2 separate regions of the Mus musculus genome follow, and region 2 is linked to region 1. A link is a contact called in public Hi-C data. All regions are on one chromosome and are shown on one strand. Each heading gives the region's core, a stretch centred on a gene start, on an enhancer-like site or on the middle of the called end of the contact. The rest is flanking DNA. Distances are from core to core; before and after follow the strand shown. Region 1 overlaps Pde4dip (phosphodiesterase 4D interacting protein (myomegalin)). Region 2 overlaps Pde4dip (phosphodiesterase 4D interacting protein (myomegalin)).

Region 1 (3,100 bases), core at 175-2,674:
ATATGAAGTCATGGTTGTGACCTCCATGTCAGGGAGCGTCTCCCTGGTGAGATTAGGTGAGCTACCTGCTCCCCACACTAAAGAAGTCTTATCACGGGTGTTCCCTCACAAGTGGAGTCAGGAAACAATCTAAAAATATTAGTAATGGCAAGCATGACAGAGGGGGCCAAGCTTAGAGAACAGTGCCCAGCAGAAGGGGGTAAATGTGGGCAACAGAGGCCTTTATGATCACAGGCCTTATGTACATCTGTGGAAGGCTTACGATGAAGTCCACCATTTTGTATAGTTAATTTATGCTGACGAAAAGGACATAACTCAGGGCTGGAGACGTAGCTTGGTTAGTAAAGTGCTGGCCTGGCAAGCAAGAAGACCTAGATTCAGTCCCCAGAATCTACATAAACAACCTGTACATGGCAGCACACACTTGTTGCCATAGCCCCGAAGAGCCAGGGACAGATGAGTCCCCTGGGCTTGCTGGCCAGACAGACTTGCTTAGTTGGTGAGTCCAAGTTCAGTGATGGACTGTCTCAAAAAATATGGGGAAAGTGGTGAATGGCTCCTCTGAGCAATAATACCCAAGGTTGCCACCCCCCCCCCAGCCTCAACAAGCATGAACACTCTCACACATATATGCACACACATGAACACACGTGCACATGTACACAGGACACACAAACTACATTGTAACCCTAACCCTACATGTACACATACACGTGCATGTGCACATATACACATGTATTGCATGCATACACATGCATGTACACATACACACATGTATTGCATGCATACACATGCATGTGCACACACAACACATATGTACATACATACACACACACATACATATGTGTATGTATACATGTGCACACACAGAGACATAGTTTGAACACTCAAAGTAACTCTCCTGAACTTATGTGTAGCATAATAGCTGTTCTGTGTCTTTGTGGGACCTGTGCTTTCTAAGGTGTGACGTGGAATCCATTTAACTTGTTACTTTTTACATTTGATTTTCAGAGGATCATAAGAGTGAAAAGGAAGAAGCTGGGCTTGAGCCACTGGCCCTCAGGTAATTCTGAAGGCAGTCGGTTAAAGGATCCAGTCAGGGTAACCCCACACTAACAGATGAGGAGGGGAAGTGGACGAGATTAATGCAGTAGTTCACTGAGCACTCAGAGGCTTGCTTCCAAATTCTTTCTTTTCTTTTGATATGAATTTTTTTGCTGCAGTGATGTTTCAGGCACGGTAAGCTAGAAGCAGCCTGATCCACGGCTGAACCTTGTGTGTATCAAGAGCCCACTTCCCCTCCCTGCTCCCCACCCCAGGAGTTTCCTGCAAGGTCAGCCTGCCCTGGGTTTTATTGACAGCTAGCTTAGTAGTCCCTCGGTGTCCTTGGAGAAAGAAGAATCCCATGAGAGTATAGAGAGAAAGAGGCCCGGATGGTGTAGTTCCCTGGAAGGCCGCAGTTCCTTAGGGAAAACAGTTTGTAGTGCTCACAAACTCACTGGCTCAGGGTCATTTGTGGCTACTGGTCTGACCTCTTTGTGTCATGATTGTGCCTCAGACCCTTAAGTCCTTCTCAAAAAGCCTGTGGTAAGGGACATGGCATTTGTGGCTTTTTTTGTTGTTGTTTCTCATCTGTCAGCGATATACAAAGGGCCTATACTTGAACCAACCAGCTGATGCCACTTGTCCTAGTTTTGGATGCTGTGACAATGTTTTGTTCCACATTTTTCATGGCTCCCTTTGATTTTTTATACCTGTTGGAGATGCTAATAGTCCTTAGACTGCTGCTGTCTAGTTAAGTTGCCACGCCCTAAGGGACCCGCTGTGCCCCTGCTGGTGCTTAGCATGTAGCCTGTCTACTGCATAGCTCCTGCCACCTAGCTGTTCATGGCACACATACCCTCCATGCCCAGAATGGTGCCTTTGGCTTACGTGGATTTCCCTGTGGGCTTTAGTGAAGACTAGCTGGCCTGGGTTACCTTGGCTTCACCTGTGGCCTGTTCCTTCCCCACCAGGCTCAGCAGGGAACTACAGGAGAAAGAGAAAGTAATTGAGGTCCTGCAGGCCAAGCTGGATACCCGGTCTCTCTCACCCCCAAGCAGCCACGCCGTGTCTGACTCCCACCGCTCCGCCAGCACCACATCCTTCCTGTCGGATGACATAGAAGCCTGCTCTGACATGGACGTAGCCAGCGAGTACACACACTACGACGAGAAGAAACCCTCACCCAGTCACTCAGGTAGCCTCCACCATCAGAGTGGTACCTTCTCTGTCTAGACTGAGAGGAGACCTTGGGATCCAGGCCTTATACCATTTTGGTGTGTAGCAGGCGGAACGCAACATGGCTCTGGGACCAAGTCCCAAGCACAGGCTCCCCAGGGTTCGGATCCTTGCTCTGTCCCTGACTCTACCAGCATCTGTCACTCTGAGTACTGCCACCAGGCATATGAGGACATGTAATTCCAAGTGAGAAGATGGTGGCCAACCTTTACTTCTCATTGATTCTGTCTGCTAGACCTCCTTCTTTAAGATGGAGCACCCTATGTCCTTGCAGTTTCGGCACAGTGGCCCCTGAGAATCTGTGGGTTCCCGGAGCCTCTGCCACAGGAATTCCCTCAGGTTCTCAACTCCCTCTGCCCCCCAAGGGCAGTTCTCTTACCGAAGGAGCTATTGAAAGCAAGAAAATAAATACTGCAATAGGTCCTTGTCCCTGGGGCCTTCCATGACAGCCAGCCTCCGGCCCTGGTACCCCCGGATGATACAAGGCCTGGGTTCCAGTTCTCTGTAGAACACCAAGCGTTTTCTTTCCTTCACGGGTTTTGTAGACTCCATCCATCTTTCGAGTCATTCTCCTGTGTTGTCTTCTAACCCATCAGCAGCCAGTGCATCTCAGGGGCTTAAGGGCGAGTCCAGCAGCAGCCCCATCAGCTTGCCAACTCCCCAGAATCCCCCTAAGGAGGCCAGCCAGGCCCATCCAGGTATGCAAAAGCCAGTGGGGCAGTAGCTTCGTCTCTCTCTCTCTCAGCTGCCTGCTTGGTTTCCTTCAGGGAGAAGGGTGGAAACTGCTGGAAGCCAGAATCTATCATGTCCTACCCAAATC
Region 2 (3,100 bases), core at 422-2,921, 110 kb before region 1:
AGTATAGGACACACCTTAACATGTCATGACCAACTGTGTGGCTACGCCACTCTTTGGGGCTGTCTTCACCTTTGTGTGACCTCTGGATACCTGGGAAAGGTTGACTGGATTGTTATGAAGGTCCAGAAAGAACAGGGAAGATGGAGAGTCGGTAGGTTAGGGAAGAAGTGGATGCTTGAAATATATATATATATATGTAATATATATATAATTTCTTTTATCTCAGATGTTAACTGATGTTAACTGTGATTTTTCCAACTTGGTATTACCAAATCAAAAACCTCTTTTGGGATCTGGGCTATGGGGCTGTCTCCCAGTCACCTTCAAAGTCCCATGTGATGTGATATAAATAACACTTCCTGCTAAGGTTGCAGCTGTCACTCAAGGATCTTAACTTGCTTTATGAGCAGGATCTGGTGATGATGGCCCAGCTCCATTAGGCAGGTGCAGGAGTTAGGAACCAGTGAGCGGCTGAAATCTTTGGCCTCCCAGATGGGGGTCGGGGGTGTTGCTGTCTCACACCGCCCCCCCCACCCAGCACTCCCACACTCCTTCCCCAGAGGGAGGACCCCTTGGGCTTCCCTCTCTTTGTTCACTGAAAAACAGTTTGTAGACGTCCCCCTCGGCTAAGATCCACCCTTTCTTTGCGGGTATGTGATATGTACGGGGAGCAGAGAGCACGGGAATAAAGACTGAAAACCTACAGCCCCGGGACTGAAAATGGCCAGGGAGAAAGACTGAAGACTCTGGCCTGGCGGGGCTGAGCTCTGGATCACTAAGGGAATTGGATGCCTCTCTGGTCGGTAGCACCTTAAGATTTACACCTGATTGACAGAGGCTGCTTGGCTCTGGTCACTTGTCTGTGGGCCATTTCGTGGACATGTACTCTTTCCACAGTTTCAGTCTGCACCCTGCATCTCCTCCCTCCCCACAGGCCACTGCCCTTCCAGTTCCCTCTTGCCTTTGCAACCCCAGTACCACCTTATCCACCCTCTTCCCGTTTCTGGGAAGGTTTTGAGGGGAGCTGCCAGGCCCTCTCTTTCCAAACAGTTGTTAACTGCCCCCTGGGGCTTGAGGCTGGGGGGGGGGTCGGGAGGAGGAAAAGGAGAGAGAGAGAGAGAGAGAGAGAGAGAGAGAGAGAGAGAGAGAGAGAGAGAGAGAGAGGCGGGGTAGGGGGGGGCGTAGTTTACAGCCCTGTCCTGACTTGGAGTCGGGTTACTGCCACTTGTGTCTGAGTTCACACAGCATGTTCCTCCGTCAGGGATTCCGCAAATATCTCCCCGAGGTAAAAAAAGAAAGTGCGTTGCGCTCCAGCACCCAGAGTCCAGAGCCCAGTCCCAGGTCCTGGAGCGCACTAACAGCGGCCATGTCGCCTTAGCCTCCGGGGTCCCACAACCTCAGCAGCATCCTAGCCTGCCCGCTCCATGCCGCGGCCAGGCTGCATTGTGTTCCTGGGGTGAAGGGGGCGATCGGGCATGCTCCTCCCCATGGGTCGCCCACCATGTCTAATGGATATCGCACTCTGTCCCAGCACCTCAATGACTTGAAGAAGGAGAACTTCAGCCTCAAGCTGCGCATCTACTTCCTGGAGGAGCGCATGCAACAGAAGTATGAAGTCAGCCGGGAGGATGTCTACAAGCGGGTGAGTGAGTCCAGCGCGCCTGGGACTGTTTGCCCGCGAGGGACAGGGCTTTGAATCTGGGTATTTCCCTGTGACCTCAGACAGGCCCATCCCCTCTCTGGGGCCGGCTTTCTTCCTCTTTTCAGTGATGCAGGAGGGGGCCACGCAAAGCCAGAGGCTCCAAACCCTGTTGCAACACACCTGAGCTAAGGTGTAGATCCTGTGTTTACCCCAGACTCTCACCTTTAAGGGCTGGGTGGGGAAGCCCAGAAATTTGCATGTTAAAATGAGCCTGGGGAAAGTGACTCAGGCCACCCATTCTCCTAAAGTCCTCTTCCAGCTCTGGGGCTTCGGAGGAAGTAAGGTCACGGTGTGGAGAAGCCACCAAGGAGATTTTTTTTCCTGAGAAATTCATGTTTTCATTTGAAGGTGGTCAGGCAAGATCCACGTTTGAAACAGAGTCTTAGACATTTTAGTCCTAGGATCTGTTTTCGGTAGAATGGAAAAAAGGGGTACCCATGGAACGGTGGAGGGAGGGAGGAGGGAGGAGGGAGCTCCTGTTAGGGAGGGCTGTCTTGATTGATGTGAGCCTGTTGGCAGAGCTGAGGGTGAGATGAGACTGCATGTTGGGAAGGGGACTTGGAGTCCTGATGGGTAACAAGGATTAAGTTTCTTGGCGGGTCACTACACTGATTTCCTCAAGCCTTTTGGGGTCTAAGCAAGAGGTCTGAAGTATGCGTGTGTCTAGTGTTGGTTGCCTCCGATTTTATTTCAGCTCCCAATAAATACCCACCTGTCTACACCAGAATGCTGCATGATCATTACCTTGATCTGTCTGAGAGGCTGGAGAGATTTAAGAGCCATTAGCATTCGGATCTGAAAAACAGCTGGGCTCTGTGAGACCGCACATGATTATCTGGCCAATTCAGTTAATATGGACTGCTGAATCTGAGAGGGGCGGTGGTGATATCCAAGTGACGTCTATGGTTATGATGTTCATTTAGTATGGACTGGTTGATTCTGGGGGTTTTAGTCTCTTTCCTTTTTTTCAGAATGTCCGGGTTCCCTTCTTACTCTCCCGGAGACCCCCTCCAACCTCCACGCCATCTTGTCCCTGGCTGTGTAGTGAATGTGTCTCCTTGGAAGCTACAAGAGATTCAGGGGACTTGATAGCTTGATAATGCAGATGGGGAAGGATGCATGGCTGTGCGGTCCTCGTGGTAGGAAGAGCGAACAGATTTCTTCACTGTATAGCAGGAGGAAGTCTTTCCGTGAACTGTTCCCAAACCTAGGCAGAAGGGGCAACTTCTAGATCCCTGGAGGGAAAGGACTGGTTTTCCCCAGTCAGGTGACAGGCTTGAATCATCTAGCCTCGTTCTCTGCTCTGTACAGGCTAAGGAGAAATGATTCTTCAGGAATCCTCTGGGTGGGATGAAAGAGGGTACCATCTGTCTTCTGGAAAAGCATGATTGACTAGAT

Evidence for each region. A called contact is a pair of places that touch in the nucleus more often than the background predicts.
Region 2: a contact with region 1 is called in a Hi-C map of granulosa cells, with 2.3 times the contacts expected there. The contact joins two enhancer-like sites. A contact is called at or near these places in 2 of 484 Hi-C or Micro-C datasets (granulosa cells and nephron progenitors), 2 of 115 datasets of contacts at active chromatin or transcription factors (craniofacial prominence and embryonic stem cells) and 3 of 9 other capture datasets (adipose tissue, liver and pancreatic islet).

What each region holds. Positions count from the first base shown.
Region 1 is chr3:97,709,360-97,712,459 of GRCm38.p6, reverse strand. Pde4dip (phosphodiesterase 4D interacting protein (myomegalin)) reads left to right here. Exons shown (of 47, transcript NM_001289701.1): 32 at 1,012-1,063; 33 at 2,016-2,239; 34 at 2,826-2,978. Among named protein-coding and RNA genes, the nearest start is that of Gm31305, 14 kb to the left of the region's middle. Within about 2 kb of position 1,424, at least 8 of the 459 cell types and tissues checked have an H3K27ac peak or open chromatin away from gene starts, as enhancers often do. A contact at or near this core is called in granulosa cells, where this site is marked.
Region 2 is chr3:97,822,757-97,825,856 of GRCm38.p6, reverse strand. It overlaps Pde4dip (phosphodiesterase 4D interacting protein (myomegalin)), which reads left to right. Exons shown (of 47, transcript NM_001289701.1): 4 at 1,532-1,642. Among named protein-coding and RNA genes, the nearest start is that of Pde4dip, 64 kb to the left of the region's middle. Within about 2 kb of position 1,671, at least 141 of the 459 cell types and tissues checked have an H3K27ac peak or open chromatin away from gene starts, as enhancers often do. A contact at or near this core is called in granulosa cells, where this site is marked.